Regions from separate parts of the Zea mays genome. Here region 1 is linked to region 2. A link is a contact called in public Hi-C data. All regions are on one chromosome and are shown on one strand. The core of a region is the stretch at or near the end of the contact, and the rest is flanking DNA. Distances in the headings are between cores, read along the strand shown.

Region 1 (6,012 bases), core at 2,895-5,394, 150 kb before region 2:
GTCTGTTAAGTAGGATATCAACCCATTAAAAACCAGCCCTACTAGATCTTTGTCTGCGACATGGATTTAAAAGCATCGGTTTCTAGTGTCCCAAAACCTTCGGATATAATCATTAAATGATTCTTCATATCCTTGTCGGACTAAGGCCAAATTAGCCAACAGTAATTCATATTCCCCAGAAAAAGAAATGCTCATGAAACTTACTTTCTAAATCATTCTAGAAATTAATGAAATTAGCAGGCAGGGCGGCGTACCATGCAAAAAGCAGTACCAGTAAGGGATAGAAAAAATAAACGAACACGAAAGGCTTTCCCATCAGCCAATTTGTCTAGGTGTGCTAGGAACTGGCCTATATGCTCATGTGTGCTTCTACCACTTATACCAAAAAATTGGAAAACTTTGGTATCCTTGCCCCTTGAGGGTATGAGACAGTGTCGAACTGGTGATCATATGACTTTTGATATGATTGCCCTACTTTGGCAACACTAACTCTGAGCCTATCTCAAAATAGTTCAGCCATCTCTTCCATAATTTTCTCCATTGCGCTAGGTGGCAGACCACCAGACCCTAGGCTATGGGTCCTATTTGGTCGGGCGTTGCTATGTCGACCTTCCTGCCGTCATCGATCGAGAATGTTGATTGACCTGTTATCATATGGTGCACCGTGGTTTAAATATGTAGGGGATAGAATGCACAGCTGCTGTGGTGCGTAATAAATTGGTGCATAGTGTGCAACAGTAGGTTCTACGTATGCATATCCGGACCGACGCGATGTTGGACCGTTCGATGATAAATCTGGACTGTCCTGTTGTGTTTGCTACTATCGAGGCGCCATGTGGTGGTCATGGTGTAGCCACGGACTGTTCGACAGGGATAGCTGAATGGTCTAGGTAAGGGCCGAACGGTCTAGGTAAGGGCCATACTGTTTGGGCAAAGGCTCAGACGGTCCGATCGTGTCCAGGGGCACCGATCTGCCAAGCAGCGACGACAGTGGTGGTATTTGCCTTGGATATGAGTTCATCAGTACTATATAATGGGTGGGGTTGCGGATCCCCATTTGTTGCCGATGTATTAGACATAGACATCCTATTACTAGTTTCAATTGATTGAAAACTAGGAGCGACAAATTTCTCCATCGAACGTGTTAATTTTCTAATTGATTCTTCCAACCATCCAATTTGTTGTTTCATTTGATTCTGCTACTTATCTACATACTGTTTAAATATTTTGGTGCCAAATATGATGGATGAAATGCTAGTTAGAGGTCATGCATAACGCCGAGATGAAACTACTACTTTCCTTCATCATTATCGTATGAGGGTTTTCTTTATGGTTCTTGATAAAATATGTGTTGAGATGAATCATCGATTTGGAGAATCAACTATTGAGATATGGACATGCTTTTTATGTCTTCATCCAAAGAATAATAACTTCTCTAGGTTTCATATAGATAGCCTTGTTCGGGTTGCTCAAATTTATGATGTTGATTTCTATACTAGTGAGATTTTGTAAATTAGACAAGACTTATATACTTAAAGTGAGAACGCATGTAACATTCTCTACCTACACAGATATTGCTAGTTGTCTTTTAAGATGGTTATGACAGAGAAGCATATGGTTTTTTTATTGATTTATAGATACATTAAATTGGCATTAACATTCCTGGTGTCTACAGTGAGAATTATCAAAAACTTATTTAATAAATGAGATGGTTGGTGATTGGTTCAATCATTTGATGGTATGCTACATCGAGTGGAAACTATTTATAATGTGTTTGGTTTGAGGAATGAGCTAACTCATCATCTTCTCACTCCTCTCTTTTTTTGTTTGGTTTGTGGAATGAAATGAGTTGATCCATCACCATCTCAATTCTCATAGTTACTTAGTTAGTACTAATATGAAGAATTTGGCCAACCCACCAAATTTGAGAGATAAATTCATGATGCACCACATCATTTTGGAGTTCCTCAAACCAAACACTCGTCTTACTCTTTTTTATAGTTGAGCGAAATCACATGGCGGCCGTATATTAAATTGACTGTTGGAGTGCATTCAAATTACAAATGCGCTTCAACTTCAAATCACTAAACCATGGCTGAAACAAAAAAACAAAGCAAATTTTATCTTCTAGTACTACGAGATCATATTCTAGTGGATATTTACTACTAAAAATGTGCCGCAACTTGCATTAAATTCATTCAACAGGATACACACACGTGAGTGCATATGAGATTCTAGTTGGTAGTAAGATCATGCTCAGTAGTAAGGAGTTTGCCCGGATCTTTGAATAATAAACAACGCGGCGCACAGATTAGCGCAATCATTTATATATGCCCTTGATAATTTGTATTACTATACTTCTATGGCTTTGAAGTACCTAAAATTACATCAGTAACTGTCTCCTTCAAAAATGAGAAACAATTCAATAATGTAAAGCATTCTCCATCACGAGAAGAACCAAATATGCCTACGCTATGTAGCAGAGGAATGGAGCTATCATACATACTCATATAGAGCTTCGTTCAGCGCCGCACAAAGTGTGCTGATAACAATGGATTTACATCATCTACCGAATCTTTGCAGCCTCCTTCGGCGTATCTCATCAACTGTGAGTTCTCCAGTACCTCCAGCCTGATGATACTGCCTCAGCGAAAAATCATGGTCCTCTCGTGCAGTGCTGCACATCTCACAGATATCTGTGGAAACTGAGTTGTCATAGGTGCAGGCTGGGCATCTCCATAGACCTCGAGGAGTATCTCTTGCTGATTGCCGGCGCCCAACCCTGCCCCGGCCTCTAAAGCGTCCCTGTGGATGGGCAGACCATAGAAGATTCTGCGCAAATCTTACTGGCCAGGTCACGACTTTGGTAATGCTTGACACCAGAAGAGTGAGGGGATCTGGCCCATTCAACGCCCGCTTCAGCCAAAGGTAAACCAATCCAGCAAGTATTCCACTGAGATGGCCAAGAAAAGATGTGCCAGGAATGAAGACCTGGATGAGGATCAACTCAGCCCAGGCAGCGTATTTCGCCGGAATGACCATCCCATGCAGATAGACAAAATCTTCTGACCAGGCGTTCAGCACAACCTTCATGGCAAACAGAACACCAGAGAACCCAACCGCGTATTGGTCGTAGTACGCAGTATAATCACCAAGCAAGAGTAGGCCTTTGGACAAGAGCAGCGCGATGCCCTGTGACAGCCCAAGCAATGCAGCAACCATGGAAGCGAACTCGACACTACCCATGGATGTTTCAAGCTGAATACCCTTCCATAGGAGCGATGTCATATTGTAGAACAGGTGGCTTTCGCTCAAGTGGTAGAATGGTGACAAGAAGAAGCGCACCAAGTCGCCATTCTGCAAAAGTGTTAAATCACAGTTAGTTAGTTTGCGAACTTAGAACTGGTCAACTGAATACACTGCTATGTGCTATGCCTATATGTGTGATTTGCTATGGGGAATCATTGGGGGCGATGGTGTAGTAGCAAATTTGTAAGTGGACCAATCTCATTATTATTGGTGGCGGTTATTCTTCCCCCTTGTCTACCACATACCCCCAACAACTGCAAGTCTGCTGCAAGTCGCGGTCTCGCAGATCAACAGAAAAACAGGGGTGGGATTTCGATACGTGTACAGGAATTTCGTTTTCTAACTGCGCTACGGATGAGTAGGTAAGATTGGGTACCTCGACGATGAGCCGCGGATTGAAGGAGACGCGTGTGACAGAGGGCAGGATCCCGTCGAGCGCCCCGGGACGGAGATAGATGAGCGCGTTGCCGGCGAGCAACGCCGCCGTCACGGGCGGCCGAGAGGCGCCCGCGCGGCCGTACTCGATCAGAACCTGAAGCGCCAGCAGTGGGAGCATCCCTCCCGACGCCCCTGCGCCGAAACCGCGCCGCCGGCCGCGGCTCATGCCGGACCCCATCTCTGCTTCCACAGTCACACGCAAACTCTCTGCTATCCAATTCTCTCCTTCGGTGGCTTCCTATCGCTTTGCGAGTACCATGGTCCTTTTATCAGTTGGGGGGAATTTCCGTGTCTTTCTTCGGGCGCAAGGGAAGGAATGGATGGCGGCGAGGCGACAGGCGATCGAACCTTCCAGATGACTCTGGCTGCCGCGCCGCCCCCAATTCGCTTGGTCTCGTTCTCGTTTCCTTTTTTTCACACTTGTCTATTTTTCTTCTTCTTCATATTTATAGTACAATGCTCTTTCGGTGTACCGTCATATTTGATAAGTAACTCTAGCAAACAGTTTGGACGAAGTGCCCTTAATCATTATACTAGGTACTTGTCCGTGCGATGTCACGGAACATGATTATAATGATGACGACAAAATCCGTGATTAAACATAGATACATAACGATATAAATACATAATATTATTATAAATATTTTGATCCAAATATTATTATAAATAACGTACAGAGGGATGTCACTGTCGCGATAGTGAATTCCTCTGTGTGTTATTTCTTAGACACCGACATGGGTAAGCCTGGCCCAGATATGCGTGATCAATCTTGTTTCTGCCGAGATTAGGCACCGACGACTACAATATGTGCCCTAGAGTAAGAAAAATAATCCAAAACTCAGCGGTTAGAATTCTATTGCGATAGGCGATCGAACCTTCCAGATGACTCTGGCTGCCGCGCCGCTCCCAATTCGCTTGGTCTCGTTCTCGTTTTTTTCCGTACTTGTCTATTTTTCTTCTTCTTCATATTTATAAGTACAATGCTCTGTCGGTGTTATACCACACCGTCATATTTGATAAGTAACTCTAGCAAACGATTTGGACGAAGAGCCCTTAATCATTATATTGGTTCCAAGTAGAAGTTACAACACATCAATCTAAACATGTTGCAACCAAGAAGTTTAGGAATTCAAAATAATAAGTCTTTATGATGGTAAAGATTTATGGGATCATACCTCTTCTATTCCTCTTTACAACGCAGGACGAGTGTCCTGACGGGCCAATGGTCGACGCAGGCAGCATGGAACGCGTGCGTGAAGGCCGACATCACACGTCTTCGCTCCTCGACGCGTGCAACATCAAGTCACACAGGGTATGAGGGAGAGTCGATGACAGTCTCATCGTCGGTGCAGCCACACGTGGAGGGGAAGGCGAAGCTCAGGAGGCGGCGGATGTCGGCAGGCAAGAGCCTGACGCTGAGAGGCAGCGACGAAGGGACATGGTCGAGCGATAGGATGTGGTAGCAGTTGCCACGATGGTGGCGGAAGGCACACACGGCGAGGACGAGGACAAGGAGCAACAAGGCGGACACGATAGCGAAGAGAATGACTGCGAGTGCAGCCGCCTGCAAAGGGAGTGGTAGGAGGTGCACGCCAAAGCATGGCCGGTGGCGCGCGCCCCGTGCTTGGCTTCTCTTCCCTGTCCTAGGGCGACCTCGAGCACGGTGGCACGTCGGCTTCGACCGGAGCGAGTGGGGCCATTTGGATGAGGTTATCGTCATCCTTGGCGTGGCTCGCGCGCTCACGTACACGGGAGCAGGTGGGTAGGGTTTGGTGAACGAGATGGAAGATGCGATGCGAGATTGGGTTGCAACAGTTGCCTTTTGAGGTGAATGGAAGGACCACTAGTTGATTACAGTGAAATATAAGGGTTTTTTTCAAAAGTGTTGACGCACAACGATGGTGGAGACGATGGAAACTGATGCTTTATATAGTAGAGATATAACAAGGCAGAACTTAAGATCTACAATTCTATTACATGACAATAATACATTATAATTTATACTAGGTGATGAAAGTCTAATATAAAATATTTTAAGTCCTCGTGATTAGGACACTATAGTTCAATTAACCTGTCTGACTCTTCAAATTAGTTGCAGGTTTGGTAGCCCATAGATAGTCCACTCCCAAAGGAGTCTTCGCTATCAGAAGGGCGACCTTGAGAAGACAAAACCACCCTCGCATGGGCTTAGAGGCATGGAACAAATGTGAGGAGGCCTAGCCAAAACTATTTCCTCTGCGGTTGTCCCAAGCTTGGCTCGTGGTG
Region 2 (6,468 bases), core at 1,899-4,398:
CTCTTGGTTCAGATTTAGCTTTATTTCTCCTTCACTGTCAGAGATCTTCACGGAAAAGGGTTTTTGTGAAGATTAAACGCAATGATAAATCAATTAGCACACTATATTTGGCCTTAGATAAAGCTCTTTAGAGGCTGGATATAGGAAATAAATGCTACACTTAGCTTTCTTTTTTCATTAATTTCTACCTGGGGTATATATGTCTACTTCCTGTGGTTGTCCTGCTAAGATCATTTTTGGCTTGTTTCTAATAACTTCTTTATCCTCTAAATAATTGCAGCTGCTGGTACTTCAGGTCGCCCTCGCACCTTTATGAAGGTCTGTAATATCCATTCAATTAGTTTCATCCACATGATGAGTGCTACTTTTATTCCCCGTGACCCTTTGCCCTCCTATGATTCAAAATTGATTTCTTCATCACTTGCTTTGGATAATATTAAATACAGCCAACAGCTTTCTCCAATTCATATTCATACTGCCCCAAGGAAGATCACTTTCTAGAATGACTACATCGATTCAATAATTTTATGGAGTAATTATGTTTGGCGTCACCCGTGGAAGATTCAATTCATATCATGTTACTTATTGCAATTATCACTTGTCTTGCAGACAGGCAATTGAAAAAGAGAATTGATCTTTTTATGGGCGAAGTGTTGAAGATGGCTTTGGTGAAGGAAATGTCTTGTTAGCATCAAGTAAGTGGCAACATCACAACCCCTACAAGCTTGTGCCTTAAAACAAGAGGATACAAGAAGTTGGAGTGCTTTTGTGAAGGCTTTTGCGAATCACTTGAAGCGTTAGTACTTTTGTGAATGATTTTTGTAAAGTGTTTGCAAATATGTGCAAAACATAATAACATGTGTAGGTTTTGCGAATGATTTTGTTGTGGTGCTTGTTGATGGTTTATGTGATGTGGATCTATCATTGTGCAATACTAATTAAATTTGTATATCTATGTGATTATGTGTATAAAAATTGGTGATTTGTGATGCTTTTGTATATATAACAGTTGTTGAATACAAATTAATGGTATATTATCATTATTAACGCCTATAACTAGGGGTAACTTTCTGTTGGTTGCTAAATATATAGTATAATGACTCATGATTGGTTGCTAAATCTATAGTACAACAACCCACAGTTGGTCGCTAAATATACAATATTAGCAACAGACGGTCGGTCGCTAAAGCCTTTAGCGACGGCACTTACAGCGACCATCCTTATGGGTCGCTAAAAGTTTTTAGCGACCAACCGTAGGTCGCTGAAGGCTGTTTTAGCAACCAACTGTAGGTCGCTGTAAGTGAACCGTCATGTAGTGCAACACCAACACATAATTATTAAAATAACTACAAAAGTTGTTATATAACTCTTGTGTGTAAATTGTGTTCCTATCAAGTACATTTTAGAAGACTCCCAACTCTTCATCCATCGATGTGTTGTGTAATTTAGCAGCAAGAAAGGTCTTTCAAAGTAGATTTTGATTTTAAATTCACCTCACAATGTATTTTCTATTACCAAAAAAGCTGCTTCATGCTAAAATCACTTCGAATAGAAGTCTATAATTTGAGTAATTATTGGTCTTACGAAATTTGACTTTTCTCAGTTAAAATATGTCCTTAGCATTATTGGACGGGAGAGAATTTACCATGTCCCAAAAAGGCTGTTAGACCGTATCGAGTAGACCGTTTCGAGGTCACCAAAAATATTATTTTACAATATAGATTACAGTATCTTAGTGTATTTTGAATATGGAGATGAAGATGAGAAAACTACTGAAGATAGCTTTGGGACTAGTTTAGAAACAAAAGAAGCCAAACCCAAAGAGTAAAAATATCTTGAACCATCGTGTGCATTGACTTTGTGCGAGTGTCTACACGTAGAAGACACAGGCTGTATAGGTGGATACAAAACAAGCCATTTCAAAGCTATTTAGTTGCATCTGCCTATACGACCAAAATTAGCTTACCTGGCCGAAGAGGCTCGCGCCCGTCTGGTTTGCTGTGCTCAGCCAACCAATTAGCGGGTATATGTCTTAATTTCTCAAACAATTTGCAAGCACACATATAATAAGCACTGTTTATATCATGATTTGCCGGACGTACTTAACATGAAGCAAGTGAAAGCTACGCAAGCCATAAAACTAAAGGGCTGATCATGTTATTTATTGGAGGACAAGCAGTGGCTCCACACAAATTAGCAGCAACAAGAACTAGCGTGGTCAGCAATGTCGTCTCAAAACGAAGAACAACAAATCGAAAACTGCACGCTGCGACACGATACATCGACCGAGCAATATAATCGTTGCCGCGGGATATTTATTGAGAAACCAACAAATGCAGACACGCTGCCTGGTCGTCGTCTACTTGGGTGCGAAGTTTGCCTTGATGTGCTCGACCTCCCCGCTGCCGACCCGGAATGCCTTGGCGAGGATGTCGGTGGGCACGGGCGGCGTGGCCCCGAAGAGCGTCATGGCGATGGCCTGCGTGCCCTGGAGCTGGCTGTTGAAGGCGGCGACGACGGCGGCGGGGCCGTGCCCCCTGTTCTGCTGGAAGTGGACGAGGCCGCGGGGGAAGACGAAGACGTCCCCCGTGGCGACGGTCTTGCTGAGGAGCCTGTTGGCGGTGGTGAGGAAGCCGACCTCGAGCGTGCCCTCGAGGACGAAGATGATCTCGGTGGCGCGCGGGTGCGTGTGCGGCGGGTTCTGGCCGCCCGGCGCGTAGTCGATGCGCGCCATGGAGACGCCCAGCGTGTTCACCCCCGGGAACTTGTCCACGTTGGCCGCCGTCACCGCGGAGCCCGCCGGGTTGTTGGTGTTGCCCGGGCTCCTCAGCCCGTCGAAGAAGAAGTCGTCCGCCGAGACGTTCGCCTTGCACGGGAACCCGTTCAGCTTGACCGCTGCACGCATGGCGGCCGGCATGGGTCAGCAGGAGCAGCACAGCAAGTGGGGCAACAGAGACCAGTTCCAGGATGAAGTAGTGGCAAGAAACACTCACGGGAAGCGTAGTCAGCCACGCAGACGTCCTGGAGCATGTCCGGGTCGCCGGCGAGCGCGAGGGCGACGGCGCAGGCCGCGGCGACGACGTAGAGGTGGATCCTCGCCATGACCGGCCGGTCAGTGCTTCCTTAGTCTGCACGTTGGCGAGCGATGGGTAATGCTGCTGATGAAATGGATCGATCACACTAGGGGCCTGTACTTATAGGCAAGGGAGAGTGACCAGTCGTTGTGACTGGAGCTCTGGAACCACCGGGGAAGGCGACCACGGGCCGGCCGGGGTAGGAAAAGAACTTGCAAGGACAAACACGATCACAAGACGCCAGCTTCCCGTCTGTTAAGATGGGAGCATCGAGAATTCGAGATAGTGTTAATTAAGCAGCGTGGCTGCATGGGTGAACTGCTTGCTACACAACATGCCCGGTGATTATTGGGGGCCACCGCTTCTAGTTTCGTCGTCCGCCTTGGTTTCGCCATCTATCTACGCGTAATTTCTCGCTCCGTATGACGTCCGTCCTCGCGTGGCGCCTTGGTCCTCCCAAGTCATGCCATTAATTAATTACCTTGGATGCGGGGAGACAGCGCCCTAATTGCACGGTCCTCGATCGCACATGCGATGGAGCACAAACCAGTTGGCTTCCTAGGCCTAGCACATGCATGGCAGCCAGTACCATTTTCCAGGAGATTGTTTCAGGATCACGTTACATGCGAGTGGTGGTAGTAACAGTATTATGAGAGATCAGACTGATTGATCTCTGTACGCGTATAATGGAAGATTAGGTTGGCCAAACTGAGCTGGATATATGAGGAGAACAGTAGGAGGAGTACATGCATGCGTGTGTGTGTATATATATATATATATATATATATATATATATATATATATATATATAGTTTAGGTATTAGAAGCCCTAGGCTCTCTCTAACTAGAGAAAGCCCTGACCCTCACCCGACCAGCCCACAAGATGTTTCAGATGCACCATCTGATCCATTTAATATAACGCCAACAGACTTTTATGCTTTGTTGTACACAAGTTTACGTTTATTTTGTCATACTGTCTGAAACCGCCTCCTGTACTATCATATAAAACCGACCGCGACGACTGCTTTGCCCGAGAGGACTAGAGTTTCAGCGGCGGCGGCTGCCGAGCCCCATTCCCCGATCTGAAGCACCTCAAACCACCGCTCTGCCCAGATCCAGATCCACCCAGCTACTGCGGCGAGCCCATGGGGATGGTGGTGGCGGAGGACCCCGCCGCCGCCGCCCTCCGACGTGGCCTCCGCTGAACCCGATGTCACGTCTTTGGACGTCCCCACCCCACCGGCCTCCTCCTCGCTGTCGCCGCGGTCTGCCTCCAAGGCGCGCTCGTTGGCTGCGGCAGATGGGCTCGCCTCTGGGGTAGCCGCACTCAGCTTCGAGGATCCTGTTGGAGCCTGCGTCGGAGAGGACGGGTATGATTACGGCAGGGAGACTTCGTGGAACACGCCTGCCGGTACTGTGGGATCCATAATCCTGCATGCGTGGCTAGGTGCAACGTGCCCTCCTGCCGCAAGTGGTTCTATAACTCGCGGGGGAACACCTCTGGCTCCAACATTGTCAACCACCTGGTTTGTTTACTTATCTTTTTTAATGGCATAGCTCAGTTAGAATTTAAGACCACCTGGTTCATCATTTTTATGTTTTTCGATCGAGCAAATTTGAGAACTCTGCGTGGTTGAATGGTGATGGATAATCGTATATATACAGATCATGCAAAAGGAGGACCAAAAACGCTCGGCACCTGTTTGTTGTTTTGTCCAAATAAATTTTTGGTGCTGCATACAATGTGAGTTGCTGCAAATCTATGCCTTCAGTTTGCATTTACGATTCAGAAATCGTTACTCACGACCACTGATGCAAAACAAACAAGTTCATGCAAACTCAATTGACTTTTTATACATGAGTTAGACCATTAAGGCTTGTAACACGAGTATCTTAATCCATCGTACTCTGTGATATATGCAGTTAACCAATCTAAAAATAATAGTTTCTATAGGATGGAGGGAGTATGCATTTGCGTGTCATCTCATATATTGAATATTTTGGATGGACAGACTGCATCGTCAGATGTCACTACCACTAATGCTGTAGCGCATGATTTCTCTAGAAAAATTGGACTTCGTGTATTCCTCCACTGCAGTTGTACTACTGTAGTTGGGTCTCCATGAACCATATACCCCGCATTCAATATAGAGAAATGTTAATTTTATACTATTAAAAAATTTCATTCACAAATTTGTATCATTCTAATATATGTCGATAGTTATTTACATAGTATTTCAATGCAATTTATGCAGATCAGAAGCTTCGTACATGCAGGCAATGAAATTTTAACTCAGTACAACAGAGATTGACCAATATTGTGATAGCGTGAACAAAGCCACTAGAAAATTGCACAGAAACAACTTGAACTCATTGATACGTTTGTAGAGATGATTGACTACATGATGGCTCCGGATGGGACGGTGATCCCACAAACTCTCCAACCCAACGATTTACTCGTAATGCTACTATTCACCTGCATTTTTTTGGAGGTACAATATATTTTTTATTTCAAACACTCCATATAAACCTGCTACATGATCTAAATATTTTACAATTGGTGCACTGTGACGACTGATGACAACATAAAACCCGTGGTTGCATGCAGGGAGTAGGGAAGGCATTGTCGATCTCTTCTTGAAGTCAGCTGAGTATTTGGACTGTGCAGTTCATCATGTACTCATACATATACCACCTCAAATACGCCTTATTAATTCTTTTTTATTGCATTAATTCAGAGCACTGAACGTAGAAGTTCAGTGGTAACACTGATGATGACTACGTACTATTTTATGAAAGCCTTGCCAAAAGAAGATGTACTTCTCATAGTTGAGTACAAGAATAATTATCTCTTGTATCTTATTGTAAAATCTGAAACATTTGTTCTGTAGATGGTTAGCTTGCATTTTATGCTATAATTACCTCAAATCACGTGTTGCCTTTTCACCAATTTATCACATATATTGATATGTTTTACTTTAATTTATGACATTTATTGATGTGTTTTGCAACAACCTCATGTGGGGCCACATTTGCCATTATGAAATAGATCGACGATTTACACTAAAATTCATACTCATTTACACTGTGTTGGTTTGGTTCATGTTTTACGTTTAAATCTGACTGAGCCAGAACTTGCGCATGATCGTACGCATGCGATTTTCACGCAGTAATTTAGGCCCCATTCGTCGTTACGAAACAGATCGATGATTTATGCTATTTTGGTTCACGTTTTACGCTGAAATCTACCCGAGTCAGAACCCGTGTACGATCGGACGCGCGAGATTTTCACGTCGTAATTTCTGGGCCCAATTCACCGTTACGAAATAGATACACGATTTACGCTGTTTTTTATGTTTTACGCTAAAATCTACCCGAGTCAGAACCCAATCTC

The links. A called contact is a pair of places that touch in the nucleus more often than the background predicts.
Region 1: a Hi-C map of tassel shows a contact between it and region 2, with 1.9 times the contacts expected there. The contact joins the promoter of LOC100272876 here to the promoter of LOC110566978 in region 2. A contact is called at or near these places in 5 of 25 Hi-C or Micro-C datasets (ear, leaf and tassel).

What each region holds. Positions count from the first base shown.
Region 1 is chr8:1,616,016-1,622,027 of Zm-B73-REFERENCE-NAM-5.0, reverse strand. It overlaps LOC100272876, which reads right to left and starts at 4,144. Exons shown (of 2, transcript NM_001147329.1): 1 at 3,686-4,144; 2 at 2,331-3,357. The coding sequence starts at 3,925. The coding sequence ends at 2,563.
Region 2 is chr8:1,467,367-1,473,834 of Zm-B73-REFERENCE-NAM-5.0, reverse strand. It overlaps LOC110566978, which reads right to left and starts at 3,148. Exons shown (of 2, transcript NM_001353021.1): 1 at 2,994-3,148; 2 at 2,137-2,895. The coding sequence starts at 3,102. The coding sequence ends at 2,360.